Regions from separate parts of the Pan troglodytes genome. Here all the other regions are linked to region 1. A link is a contact called in public Hi-C and HiChIP or PLAC-seq data. All regions are on one chromosome and are shown on one strand. The core of a region is the stretch at or near the end of the contact, and the rest is flanking DNA. Distances in the headings are between cores, read along the strand shown.

The links. A called contact is a pair of places that touch in the nucleus more often than the background predicts. HiChIP or PLAC-seq counts read pairs in DNA pulled down with a chosen protein or histone mark.
Region 2: an H3K4me3 HiChIP or PLAC-seq map of stem cell-derived excitatory neurons shows a contact between it and region 1, with 2.0 times the contacts expected there. The contact joins the promoter of OLFM2 here to the promoter of EIF3G in region 1. A contact is called at or near these places in 3 of 7 Hi-C or Micro-C datasets (blood, induced pluripotent stem cells and stem cell-derived neural progenitor cells) and 1 of 1 datasets of contacts at active chromatin or transcription factors (stem cell-derived excitatory neurons).
Region 3: a Hi-C map of stem cell-derived neural progenitor cells shows a contact between it and region 1, with 4 times the contacts expected there. The contact joins the promoter of MRPL4 here to the promoter of EIF3G in region 1. A contact is called at or near these places in 2 of 7 Hi-C or Micro-C datasets (blood and stem cell-derived neural progenitor cells) and 1 of 1 datasets of contacts at active chromatin or transcription factors (stem cell-derived excitatory neurons).

What each region holds. Positions count from the first base shown.
Region 1 is chr20:12,842,647-12,847,290 of NHGRI_mPanTro3-v2.0_pri, forward strand. It overlaps EIF3G (eukaryotic translation initiation factor 3 subunit G), which reads right to left and starts at 1,959. Exons shown (of 11, transcript XM_001162705.6): 1 at 1,823-1,959; 2 at 1,637-1,683; 3 at 1,066-1,149; 4 at 867-955; 5 at 667-726. The coding sequence starts at 1,842.
Region 2 is chr20:12,662,913-12,667,556 of NHGRI_mPanTro3-v2.0_pri, forward strand. OLFM2 (olfactomedin 2) reads right to left here and starts at 1,992. Exons shown (of 6, transcript XM_003316100.5): 1 at 1,780-1,992. The coding sequence starts at 1,842.
Region 3 is chr20:12,974,614-12,979,257 of NHGRI_mPanTro3-v2.0_pri, forward strand. MRPL4 (mitochondrial ribosomal protein L4) reads left to right here and starts at 2,559. Exons shown (of 9, transcript XM_001164062.7): 1 at 2,559-2,952; 2 at 3,039-3,105; 3 at 3,193-3,343. The coding sequence starts at 2,896.

The DNA.
Region 1 (4,644 bases), core at 709-3,208:
GTAAGCTATGATCGTGCCACTGTACTCCAGCCTGGGCAACAGAACTGGACACTGTGTCTTTAAAAAAATTAAAAGAATCTAATTTTTATTCGATATTTACAATCGATGTTGATATTTATTAATATAATTTGATATCTATCATCAAACTTTGATTAGATATTTATCATTTATTTAGTTGCTATTTATCGACTGCTGTGCCTTGGACTTTTCAGGGCCCCAAGACAGTGCAAGCACCCCAGGCCTCAGTTCAGCTTCAACAAAATAGGTACAAAGAGGTAAGCCCGGCCGGGTGCGATGGCTCACACCTGTAATCCCAACGCTTTGGGAGGCCTAGGTGTGCAGATCATGTGAGGTCAGGAGTTCGAGACCAGCCTGGCCAACATGGCAAAACCCTGTCTCTACTAAAAGTACAAAAATTAGCTGGGCGTGGTGGCACATGCCTGTAACCCCAGCTACTCAGGAGGCTGAGGCAGGAGAATCACTTGAACCCAGGAGGCGGAGGTTGCAGTGAGTTGAGATCATGCCACTGCACTTCAGCCTGGGGGACAGAGCAACACTCTGTCTCAAAAAAAAAACAAAAAGAGTTAAGCCCCATCTCTAAACACAAACTCCGGGAGCACGGTTTTCCAATTCCTCTAGGTTAGCCCTGGGGAAGAAGAGCCTCACCTTCCTCCTTGCGACAGCCTTTGAAGCCTTCCGGGTCTCAATCCTGAAGGTGCGGACAATCTGAGGATGGGAGGGGAGAAGGGTCAGGCTCCTGGGACCAAGGGATCTCCTTTATCAACCTCCTCAACACACCCCACCCCATTCCGGTCTATGGGCCCCCAAGCACAAGGGTCCCCACTCCCTGCACCCCCCACCCTCACCTTGAACTTCTTGCCATCCTCATCTATCTTGTACTCTGTCACTGTCTTTATGTTTCCGTTGATGACCTCCTTGGGAGGCGGCAGTGGAGCTGGCAGAAGGGGAAAAACAGAGAAGGACTGAGCCCTGGGTCATGGGGATCAGGAGCGGCAGGGCTGGAGGGAGAGGCAGCCCGGACACCGAGTGGCAGTCCTCACTCACCTCCCGGCAGTAGCTCTGGTTCTGGGCTGGTGTCACCTGTGGCCAGAGGGATCCCCTTGAGGAGCTCGCTGGTGACACATTTGTCTGCAAAAGGCAGCGTAGGGAGGAGGAGTCAGCTCCAGGGGCAGGAGCTCCCCAGCTGCGATGGAAGGGCTTTTGGGATGACGCCTACAGCAAAAGCGGAGAAAGGCAGGCCAAGGGCAGAGGGCTGGCCAGGCAACGCACTGGGATGGCCCTGTGGGGACTCGGAGTGGCAAGGATGGGGGATCCCTCGTAGGAAGGTGGGTGCCAGGCCATGAAGCCAACCAGGCGCCAGTAGAGAAACAGGAGACGGGAGATTACAACTTCCTCCCTGGAGGGGAACAGCTGGGAGGCAGTGGCATGGGAGGAAGAGGGACCCGCCGGGGAACACCTGGAGTTGGCAACAGGCAGGTCCCAAGGAGGATGGCGCGGGGCAGGGGTACACGTGCCGTGACGTGGGTACACGGTGCCAGACTGGGAGATGGAAGCAGGCGGCAGTCACACGGCTTGGGCCTGGCCGCGAATACCCTGGACGACCGTGTACACTTACCGTCCTCCCCCTCCTCCTCCACCTGGTCGGCCCAACTGGGCTTCGAACTGCGGAAACAAATGTGTGGGGAACGAAGATTAAGTCAGCCAGGCCCGGCTCCCGCAGCCTCGGCGCACCCAGGCCCCATAATACTTCCCAGAGCACCCCAACCGCTTCCCGTGCCCCTTTCCGCGATCGCCGACTCACTCAAAGTCTCCAGTAGGCATCGCAAAATGTATTCTCCACGCAGCCCAAGCCCGGCCAGAGAGCGGAAGCGGGCGAAAACGAGACTTCCGGTGCCGCCGTCGCCGCCTAGAGGGGCCCAGCCGCGGCACCCACAGCGACACCTGCGGACGGAGGTGGAGGCGCACGCGGCTGTGTATGCTACTGGGCGCTGCTGGTACCAGAGTAGGGCCAGCGGGGCAGAGGCTGATTTCAGGGCTGGTCCTATTAACCTTTAAAATTAAAATAGGCCAGGCGAGGTGGCTCAAGCCTGTAATCCTCGCACTTTGGGAGGTCGAGGCGGGCGGATCACCTGAGGTAAGGAGTTCGAGACAAGCTTGGCCAACGTGGCGAAACCCCGCCACTACTAAAAACACAAAAATTAGCTGGGAGTGGTAGTGCGTGCCTGCAGTTCCAGCTACTCGGGAGGCTGAGGCAGGAGAATCGCTTGAATCCGGGAGGCGGAGGTTGCAGTGAGCCGAGATCGCGCCACTGCACTCCAGCCTGGCGACAGAGCGAGACACTGTCTCAAAAAAAAAAAAAAAAAAAAAAAATTAGCCAGGCGTGGTGGTGGGCACCTGTAATCCCAGCTACTCAGGAGGCTGAGGCGGGAGAATCGCTTGAACCCAGGAGGCGGAGGCTGCAGTGAGCCGAGATTGCACCACTGCACTCCAGCCTGGGGCTGCAGAGTGAGACTCCGTCTCAGAAAAATAAGTAAAATTAAAATAAATAATAATAATCATAAAGCTCACTTATTGAGTGCTTATTGTATATGAAGCATGGTGAGGAGGATATTACTTCCATTTTACAGCTGAAGAAACTGAGGCTCAGACTGGGTGCAGTGGCGCCTGCCTGTAATCCCGCACTTTGGGAGACCCAGGCGTGGGGATGGCTTGAGGCCAGGAGTTTGAGACAAGCCTGGGCAACATAGTGAGACCCCTGTCTCTAAAAAAGAAAAAAAAAAAGAAAGAAAAAAGAAACCAAAGTTCGGGGAAAACAATCCTTTTGCTTAAACTGTTCCTTGTCTTCTTTCCCGATCCCAATGATTCAGATGCCAAGTGGCCTCCCCTCAGCCACTCCCTCTTCTTTTCTTTGTAGCATTCTTGGCTTTCCGGTATAATTTTGTGCATTTACTTGTTTATTGCTCAGCTCCTTGCTCTAAGCACAACCGTCCTCAGTCGAAGTGATTCATGATGACTCCCCAGGAGAAAAAACTGGTCCTCAGGGAGGAAAAAAATCTTAGATATTGTGGTCTTCCAAAGCCAGCTCTATCAGACAGCATTTATCCCTAAGTATTTAGTTTCTGCCTTTAGGGAGATATTAAATGTAATTAAATTGAAATTAATTTAGTTGATGTAAATTCAATTTTAGGATAATTCGGGTTTTCTCCTAAGAAGGGTGATAATGAACAAAAAACGTTTGACAATGCCGGACGCAGTGGCTCACGCCTGTAATCCCAGCACTTTGAGAGGCCAAGATGGGCAGATCTCTTGAAGTCAGGAGTTCGAGACCAGCCTGGGCAATATGGAGAAACCCCGTCTTTACTAAAAATACAAAAATTAGCTGGGTGTGGTGGCCCGCGCCTGTAATCCCAGAACTTTGGGAGACTGAGGCAGAAGGATCACTTCAGCCTTGGAGTTCGACCAGCCTGGGCAACACATAGTGAGACCCCCCATCTCTAAAAAACAACTTTTTTTTTTTTTTTTTTTTTGAGATGGAGTCTCACTCTGTCGCCCAGGCTGGAGTGCAGCGGCGCAATCTCGGCTCACTGCAACCTCTGCCTTCCAGGTTCTAGTGATTCTCCTGCCTCAGCCTCCCGAGTAGCTGGCATTACAGACGACCACCACCACGCCGTGCTAATTTTTGTGTTTTTAGTAGACAGTTTAGTAGAGATGGGGGCCCACCTCGGCCTCCCAAGGTGCTGGGATTACAGGTGTGAGCCACTGCGCCCGGCCCTTAAAAAAATTTTTTTTTTTTTAATCAGCTGGGCATAGTTCTGTGTGCCTGTAGTCCCAGATACTCAGGAGGCTGAGGTGGGAGAATAGCTTCAGCCCAGGAGGTTGAGCCATGATCATGCGACTGTACTTCAGCCTGGGTAACAGAGAGAGACCCTGTCTCAAAAACACACACGCACGCACACACACATGCAACAAAACAAAAAATAACTTGTAAGGGAGAATGCCCTGAGAAAAATAAATAAGAAGACAGGAAAAAAAAGTTTATGCTTTTTTATCCTCTGAGGTGTGAGTGAGGAGGACACTCAAGTGTTTGGAATATCACCAACTTTTCTTGTGGAAAAAATTATTCTAGAAGCCTGTAGAGAGCCAAGTGGAAGGGAAAACATTAGCTGGAGAGCAGGAAAGAGAGGCACGCCGCTGTGGCCTTTCAGGAGGGTGGCCTGGCTATATTGGTGAAAATACGAAGCTGGTCCAAAGGACTGATAAACATTTTTACAAGCTTACTCAAATGTACTCTGAGCAACACAAAATCCAAACAACCTAGCAGATTGGGCAAAGCTTCAAAAATTCGATATCACCCTGTGGTAGTAAAGATGTTATAGGGAAACAGGCTGGGCACCTGTAATCGGGAGGCCGAGGTGGGTGGATCACCTGAGGTCAGGAGTTCAAGACCAGCCCCTGGCCAACATGGTGAGATGCCGTCTCTACTAAAAATACAAAAAAAAAAAAAAAAAAAAAAAAAAAAAAAAAAATCTGGCCATGGTGGTGGGTGCCTGTAATCCCAGCTACTTGGGAGGCTGAGGCAGGAGAACCGCCATTGGACTCCAGCCTGGGCGACAGAGCAAGACT
Region 2 (4,644 bases), core at 742-3,241, 180 kb before region 1:
CAGGGGGTGGAGGAGAAGCCACAGGGGGTGGTTCTCTGTCTCCTCTGCTAGGTCAAGGATAATTCAACTTGATTCCTGGCTCATTTTTTTTCCACTGGTTTCTCAAGTGTGTGCCTCTTTTGGTCTCTCGTCTCCCAGGTGTGTCTCTTGGCTTCTCTCCGGCTCACACATCCATTGAGTACCTATTGTGTGTGTCCTCATGCCTGGGGCTGGGCACACTCCCTATCCCACCCAGCTCGTGGGTGCTGAGATGCGTGGGGAAATGGAGGAGCGAGGGAGGGGACCCCACAATCTCTCCTCGTGGCCTGGAAATCCTTCTATCTGGAGTCTAACCTCCATTCCTCCCAACACCCCCCTCGGGGTGAGCACAAGGGTCTGATTCTTTTCTTGATAAGGAGAAGGTGCCCAAATTGTTTCTCCCCTGCCTATCTACCTAAAAGCCCACCTAGCAATGTCTTCACGGACGCTGTCCACACCCATGGGGCGGATTATTTAACAAGAGGGTAATCGTGTGGGCTCAGGAGCCGGACTGCCTCGGTTCAGTCCCACCTCTGTCACTCTCGAGCTTGAGCAAGTGATTTAACTTTTCTGTGCCTCAGTTTCCCCATCCATAAAATGAGGTAACAATACCATGCTCTAGTAGGGAGGAGGCAGAGGGGGTTAAATGCCTTAGTCTGTGCTGTGTGATTGAAACAGCACCTCTCAAATTAGCACGTAATGAATGATCACTGTTATCATAATGACTATTTTATTATTTTTGATCCCAGCTCCCCTGTGAACTCCTACAGATCTGAGAACTTGGGGGTGCTCTCACTTCCAAGATGGAGGAGGAGAGGGGCTTTCCAATAGCAAAAGAGAGCGTGGACGCCCCACATTTTGCAAGCCTCCCTGAGCCTGCCCAAGAGAAAGGTGCCATGGGGAGGGAGACCTGCTTCTGTAAGGGTATGAATGGCGTGTGCGGTTGTGAGCAAGGCACCAAGACACACACACACACGTGCATGGATGGACACGTTTGCACACACACACACACCCTTTTAGAGTGATTTACCCAAAGGTACAGAATAGCACACGCTCACTCCAAGGCTCTCACACGGCCACACACCTGGCCACACACGTATTGTACAACACCCAGTCATCTGGAGCCAGTAATGAGGACACGGTCACACACAGACTCTGTCTCACGTACTGATCACACCCCAACTCAGGCACTAGTTGGACAAGCCCCCCAACCGCCACACACACAAACTCCCCCCGGTCACACCCAACCACGACACAAAGACACACACGTTTACCCTGCACCCCCACAGCATTTCACACGCGTCCCCGTCAGTCACTCTCACGTGAGTCCCGTCCCCTGCCCCACACTGGGGGCTGCAGGCGAGGAGTGGGGGGCTTCAGAAACTGGGCATCTCGGCCCCGAAGAGGAAGTCAAGGGTAAGCAACCGCCCCCCTCCAATGCCCCCTGAAGTTTCCCTCCCAACCCCATTCAGCTCCAGCGAGATGGCGGGGTGGGGGCTCGGGGCCATGGAGGGGTTGAGAATCCCAAAGACGCCACCCCCCAAACCAGCCCAGCTTGAGGCTGGATTTGAAGCCCCCCTTGTCCTCTCCCAAGCCAGAGAGTGCACGTCCCGGCCCCTCCCCCGCTGCGACCCCCGCCCCTCGCCGCCCTGCAGCTGGGGGGGCTTGTGGAGCCTCCCAACCCCGTTTCTCCGGGAACCCTCCGCGCCCCCCTCCTCTCCCGGAGCCACCCGCGCCCGCACCTGCCCGCCGGGCCCCTACCTGTCCGGCCAGGCCTGAGCACAGCAGCAGCAGCAGCGGCGGCGGGACCGTGAGCGGCCACATGACGCGCCCCCAGCCCGGCGTCCCGACCCCCGCCCGCCCTAGCGGCGCCTCGGCGCGGGGACCGCCACCAGGCGCGACCCCGCCCGCCCGGCCGGGGCGACCCTGCGCCGCCGCCTCCCCCGCCTCGCCGGCGGCCGGGATTCCGCCCCACCCCCGCCCCCTCGCTCGCTCCGAGTCTTTGTTGCGGGCTCCGCCCCCCGCCCCGCCCCCAGCTCCTCTTCTGGAGCAGCTCGAGCAGGGTCGGGTGGGGGGGTGAGGGGCGGGGAAGTGGGGGAGCCAGCCCCGGCGAGGGGACCTGAGGACAGGACTTGGCAGCGCCCCCCAACCCCCAGGCCATTCCGGGAGCGGGTCGCGGAGGTGGGGGGAGGGGTGCCCGTCACGTGTTTGTAAATTTCACCCTCCGGGGGCATTTCCCACGTTGCAGGTGGGACGGGGACGAATGGTTGGGGGAGAGGAATAGGAGGAAGGCCTGGTAGCAGAGAAGGGAAATGATGAACGCCCCCTCCCTAAAAACTCAACAGTCAACAGGGAAACTGAGGCAGAATCTGAAATTGGAAGTTGGAGGAGGGGTCAATGCCAGGACAAGAGGGGTGAGGCATAGATGGAGACGGGGAATAAGAGGAAAAAATTGAGGTTGGGGGGACAGGAGACCGAGAATCAGGCAAGAGGCCAATGGAAATGGCCACGTGGGTGGGCTTGGCCTCAAAAAGGGGCGTCTCGTTTTCACTCTCCCCGGGCGCCCCATTTCCCCACCAGTCCTCCCGCTGGAAGCCTCCCCGCCTCCGCCACACCTGGAAGACTTTCTCTTCGCTCCTGTTTCAATAGCCCAAGATGAAAGACCACATCCCCCGAGAGAATCAAAATATTAACACCGCCTCCACGCGAAGCCATTTGCATATGAAGGGCGTCCTTGTCTAGCCTCTCTTTCGGGAGGCTTTCCAGCCTTTCTCTGCCTCTCACTCCTCCAAAAGTGTCCCTAGGCCGGGCGCGGTGGCTCACGCCTGTAATCCCAGCAATTTGGGAGGCTGAGGAGGGTGGATCATCTGAGGTCAGGAGTTCAAGACCAGCCTGGCCAATATGGCAAAACCCCACCTCTACTAAAACATACAAAAATTAGCCGGGCGTGGTGGTGCATGCCTGGAATCCCAGCTACTCGGGAGGCTGAGACAGGAGAATCGCTTGAACCTGGGAGGCAGAGGTTGCAGTGAGCAGAGATCGTGCCATTGCACTCCAGCCTGGGCAACAGGAGCAAAACTTGTCTCAAAAAAAAAAAAAAAAAAAAAAAGTGTCCCTAGTCGTCTTTCCTCCCCACAGCCCCTCTAGGGATTCGGATATATGTAGGCAGAGGTGGAGGAGGGGGGCGGGCAAATAAGTCAGACTAGAAAGAAATCGGGCATAAAATATGCGAGGCCAGGAAGCCTGGCATTTTTGTGACCCTGATACTGTTGGGCTAGGAGGGGTCTCCCCAGACGCTGGTGGGGCCTCGACCCCAGCTGGTGTCCAGGCTCTTAACACCGTCGCAAGAATGAATTCAAGGAGGAATCAGAAAATCATGAAAAGTTCGGAGATTTTTTTGTTAAGGGAAAAGTCCACACTTGAGAAAAGGGAGTGGGCGTACTTAAGAGAGAGAGATGGGCAAGGTGGTTTGGGACTGCTACCTTTATGTGTCTCTTTTTTTTTTTTTTTGAGACAAAGTCTCGCTCTGTCACCCAGGCTGGAGTGCAGTGGTGTGATCTCGGCTCACTGCAACCTCTGCCTCCCGGGTTCAAGCAATTCTCCTGCCTCAGCCTCCTGAGTAGCTGGGATTACAGGTGTGCGCCATCACAGCCGGCTAATTTTTTGTGTTTTTAGTAGAGACGGGGTTTCACCATATTGGCCAGGCTGGTCTCAAACTCCTGACCTCGTGATCCACCCGCCTTGGCCTCCCAAAGTGCTGAGATTACAGGCGTGAGCCACCACAACAGGCCACTGTGTATCTCTTTAACCAAGGGACGGAATATTCATGAAAACTGGAAAAAGGTGGACTGTGGTGCCACCCATTTTTACACCAAATTTGGGTGTCCCTGGAACTGTCAAGGGCGCTGGTGGGTGGGTAATTTTAGTATTTTAATGAGTGCATAATGAGATCCTAGGTGAAACCTAGGTAGAATGTAACACCATGTTGGGTCCAGTAGGTCTTAGCCAGCTTGGTCCACACCCTGGTTTTCAGGATCTTATCAGCCCGTAGCCTCTAGTCATGTGAAACGGCTGCCTGTGACCACCCTGGATCATTCCTGTCTCAACCCTACTGGGGATAAAACATGTCGATGATGTTTTTGTCAGGTCAATGAGAAAGAGCTTGGTGACCCACAGATCTGGGTTCAACCCTGGTGCTGCCACTTCTTGGCCATGTGACCTTAGGGGAAAAGCTTTCCCCCTCTTAGAAGACCTGTTTTTTGCAGTTATTGGGAGACATCTGTGACTCTAAGCAAAGAGAGCACCTAGCTAGCACTCACTCCCCAGCACGCCTTGCAACAACCAACCATGCACTGGGTTGAGGACACTCATCATAGGATGTGGACACAAAATAGAGTCTGAGCCTGCGAAGACATCCCGTTTATTCTTCTTTTTTTTTTTTTTTTTTTTGAGATGGAGTCTCACACTGTCACACCCAGGCTGGAGTGCAGTGGCTTGATCTCGGCTTACAACCTCTGCCTTCCGGGTTCAAGGGATTCTCCCGCCTCGGCCTTCCAAGTAGCTGGGATTACAGGCGCCTGCCACAAGGCCTGTCTAATTTTTCATATTTTTAGTAGAGATGGGGTT
Region 3 (4,644 bases), core at 1,309-3,808, 130 kb after region 1:
CGGGTTGAAGCGATTCTCCTGCGTCAGCCTCCCGAGTAGCTGGGATTACAGGTGCCCGCCACTACGCCCAGCTAATTTTTTTGTATTTTTAGTAGAGATAAGGTTTCACCATGTTGGCCAGGCTGGTCTCGAACTCCTGACTCGTGATTCGCCCACCTTGGCCTCCCAAAGTGCTGGGATTACAGGCGTGAGCCACTGCACCCGGCCACATTTTTTTTTTTTTTTTTTGAGACAGGATCTTAGTCTGTCACCCAGGCTGGAGTACAGTGGCGTGAACATGGCTCACTGCAGCCTCAATCTCTTCGGTTCAGGTGATCCTTCTGCCTTAGCCTCCCCATTAGCTGGGACCACAGGCATATACCATCACACCTAGCTAATTTTTAAATTTTTGGTAGAGGCCAGGCGCGGTGGCTCACGCCTGTAATCCCAGCACTTTGGGAGGCCGAGTCGGGTGGATCACCTGAGGTCGGGAGTTCGAGACCAGCCTGGCCAAAATGGTGAAACCCTGTCTCTACTAAAAATAAAAAATAAAAATAAAAATAAAAATAAAAATTAGCTGGGCGTAGTGGCGGGCGCCTGTAATCCCAGCTACTCGGGAGGCTGAGGCAGGAGAATCGCTTGAACCCGGGAGGCGGAGGTTGCAGTGAACCAAGATCGCGCTACTGCACTCCAGCCTGGGCAACAGAGTGAGATTCTGTCTCAAAAAAAAAAGAATAATAATGCTATTTATTGACTTTTCACCTTGTACCAGGCATGGGAAGCTTTGCCTCCATTACGTCACTGAAATCTCATAACCTCCTTTTCCAGCAGAGGAAAATGAGGTTGGTTCACAGACCACGTTGTCAGCTGTGCTCTGTCCAGAACGCACTGGCCTCCAAGTAGACAGCCCTGGACTGGTAGGGAAGCCGGCTATGATCCGGTGGCGCCCCCTGGAGGTCTATCGGGAACATGGTAAAGAACCTAAAAATGGGTGGGCCACAGTAGCTCATGCCTGTAATCCCAGCATTTTGGGGGACCAATGCGGGAGAATTGCTTGAGCCCAGGAGTTCAAGACCAGCCTGGGCAACATTGGGAGACCCACCCCCCGCCATCTCTACAAAAAAAAAAAAAAAATTAGGCCGGGCGCGGTGGCTCAGGCCTGTAATCCCAGCACTTTGGGAGGCCGAGGCGGGTGGATCACCTGAGGTCAGGAGTTCAAGACCAGCCTGGCCAACGTGGTGCCACACTGTCTCTAATAAAAACACGAAAATTAGGGCCGGGCTCGGTGGCTCACGCCTGTAATCCCAGCACTTTGGGAAGCCGAGGCGGGCGGATCACGAGGTCAGGAGATTGAGACCATCCTGGCTAACACGGTGAAACCCCCTCTCTACTAAAAATACAAAAAGTTAGCCGCGCGTGGTGGCGGGCGCCTGTAGTCCCAGCTACTCGGTAAGCTGAGGCAGGGAATCGCTTGAACCCGGGAGGCCGAGATGTGCGATCTCGCACCACTGCACTCCGGCCTGGGCGACAGAGCGATACTCCATCTCAAAATACAAATACAAAATAAAAAAATACAATACAAAAATGAGCCGGGCTTGCGCACCTGTAGACCAGCTACTCAGGAGACAGAGGCAGGAGAATCCCTTGAGCTCTGGAGGTCGAGGCTGCAGTAAGCCATGATCTTGCCCATTGCACTCCAGCCTGGGCGACAGAGGAAGACCTTGTCTCTAAAAACCAAAACAAAGAAACTAAAAATAAGCATTCGGATTTGTTAGGGGGCGACAAGGGAGGCAGTCCAGGATCTGTGGACTCCCCACTTTGTTCTGTCCTTGGAGAGCCCTGGAAGGTCTGAGAGGGGACGGGACCTGGTTTAAAGGGGTAGGGGAGAGGACCCTGGTCTAGGGGGTAAGGGACACAAATACCTAATCTGAGGGGTTTCGGGGGGACATGGCCCTGCCCTGGGGAATCTAAACTGGGAGGCATGGTCTGGCAGGCCCAATCCTGAAGGCTTTCTGAGGGCAATAAGGCCCTGCCTTTAAACAAATGAAAAAACGCCAGGCACGGTGGCTCACGCCTGTAATCCCAGCACTTTGGAAGGCTGAGGCGGGCGGATCACGAGGTCAGGAGATCGAGACCATCCTGGCTAACGCGGTGATACCCGTCTCTACTAAAAATACAAAAAATTAGCCAGGCGTGGTGGCGGGCGCCTGCAGTCCCAGCTACTCGGGAGGCTGAGGCAGGAGAATGGCGTGAACCTAGTAGGCGGAGCTTGCAGTGAGCCGAGATCGCGCCACTGCACTCCAGCCTGGGCAACAGAGCAAGACTCCGTCTCAAAAAACAACAACAACAACAACAACAACAACAAAACAAATAAAAAAACAAAACCACATAACTGGATAAAGAAAAAACCATCTCCGACAGCCTTGGAGGCGGGATGAAGGCGTGGCCCGGTGGGCGTGACCAACAGCAAAAGTTTAAGCGTTATTGGCTGTATTCCTTAGTTGCTCGCTCCAGAACTGCCCACTTATGGGCGGGGGTCACTCCTTCAGGCTTAACAGTCATTGGCTGAATTGGGCCAGAGAGGTCTCATTGGCTGAATTCCTGCACCGGCTCGTCGGAGGCGGGACCCAAAGTATGCTAGGCCTACGGAAGCTGGGTCTTCTTGCTGTGAGGTCGCGTTCCCCAGTGTTACGGAGGGTCCTTGAGGCAGGAGTGAAAATTGGATCTGGGGGTTAGTCCTGGGGTGGAGGTCTGGGCACGCCGGGTCGGACCCCCTCCATCTTCGGTTTTGCACACCCCGCTTTCCAGCGCGGAGTCGCGGCGGGTAGGGCGGCGTCGCGTGCGTGACGTCATCCAGCGGCGCCTCGCGAGGCTCCAGTGGCCTTGACCTCCCGCGGCGTGGGAGGCTGCGCGGCGATGCTGCAGTTGGTCCGGGCCGGGGCGCGGGCCTGGCTTCGGCCTACCGGCTGCCAGGTGAGGCCAGGGGCTGGAGGCGTGGTCGAAGGATGAAATTTGGGGGTGTCCAGGGGTCGTCTCTCACTTTCGCCCAACCCTTGCAGGGCCTGAGTTCCCTGGCGGAAGAGGCAGCGCGTGCGACCGAGAACCCGGAGCAGGTGGCGAGCGAGGGTAAGGCAACCGGGGTGGCTCCAGGAAGGGCGGCGACAGAGAGGTCTGACCCTTGACCCTAACCTCTGACCCCCGCAATCGCTCCAGGTCTCCCGGAGCCCGTGCTGCGCAAAGTCGAGCTCCCGGTACCCACTCATCGACGCCCAGTGCAGGCCTGGGTCGAGTCCTTGCGGGGCTTCGAGCAGGAGCGCGTGGGCCTGGCCGACCTGCACCCCGATGTTTTCGCCACCGCGCCCAGGTGAGCGAGGGCTGTAATGGTGAACTGAGTGGCAGAGGGATGAAGAGCGGGATTTCAGGAGTCACGATGACTTTGGGCTTGTACCCTTGGGAAAGTGCTGAATTTCTACAGCCTCCGTTTCTCCACCTGTCAAAGGGGAACGATGACAAAACTGTAGCGCTGTGTGAGATTGAAGCCTGAGAGGTGACATCATCTAAGGGTTAGGGAGACAGAATTCTGGAGCCCGACTGATTAGGTTCAAATCCTGCCTTCCCCTCTTGTCCCTCAGTGTCCCTATTTTGTCAGCGGTCGGGAGGTTGCTGTCATGAATAAATGACTTAATTCTGGCACATAATAAGTTCTATAGAAATGTTGATAATCTTTGTTAACTGGTTTTTGCAAATAAGAGCACTAAAAAGACTAAACCATTCCTCGGTGCCTGGAAGAGGCTGTTTGCATTTTAGTTACCCTGCTGTTCATAACATCTCTAAGAAAATGTAGGGGCCACCCTGGGCGCAGTGGCTCACGCCTGTAATCCCAGCACTTTGGGAGGCCAAGGCGGGCGGATCACGAGGTCAGGAGATCGAGACCATCCTGGCTAACATGGTGAAACCCCGTCTCTACTAAAAATACAAAAAAAAAAAAATTAGCCGCGCGTGGTGGCGGGCGTCTGTAGTCCCAGGTACTCTGGAGGCTGAGGCAAGAGAATGGCGTGAACCCGGGAGGCGGAGCTTGCAGTGAGCCGAGATCGCGCCACTGCACTCCATCCTGGGCAACACTCTGTCTCAAAAAAAAAAAAAAAAAAAAGAAAGAAAAGAAAATGTAGGGGCCAGTTACTGTGGCTCACATCTGTAATCCCAGCACATTGGGAGGCCGAGGTGGGCGGATCACTTGAAACCAGGAGTTGCAGACCAGCCTGGCCAACATGGTGAAACCCCGTCTCTACTAAAAATACAAAAATTAGCCGGACGTCTTAGTGCAAGCCTGTAGTCCCAGCTACTCAGGAGGCTGAGGCATGAGAATCGCTTGCACCTGGGGAGATGGAGGTTGCAGTGAGCCGTGATTATACTACTGCACTCCAGCCTGGGCGACAGAGACAGACTCCATCTCAAAAAAAAAAAAAAAACAGGTGAAATTGATTTCAATAATGTATTTAACCTGTATTTAAAACTATGTCGAAATCACATTGTAGCATGGGGCACTGGCCATGTTTCAGATGTTGAGTATGTGACTGTATGGAATGGTATAGAACTAGAGAGGAAAACCAGTCCCTGAAGAAGGTGGCAATAAGTGGAGTGTAATAGCAGGAAAAAAGTAATGGT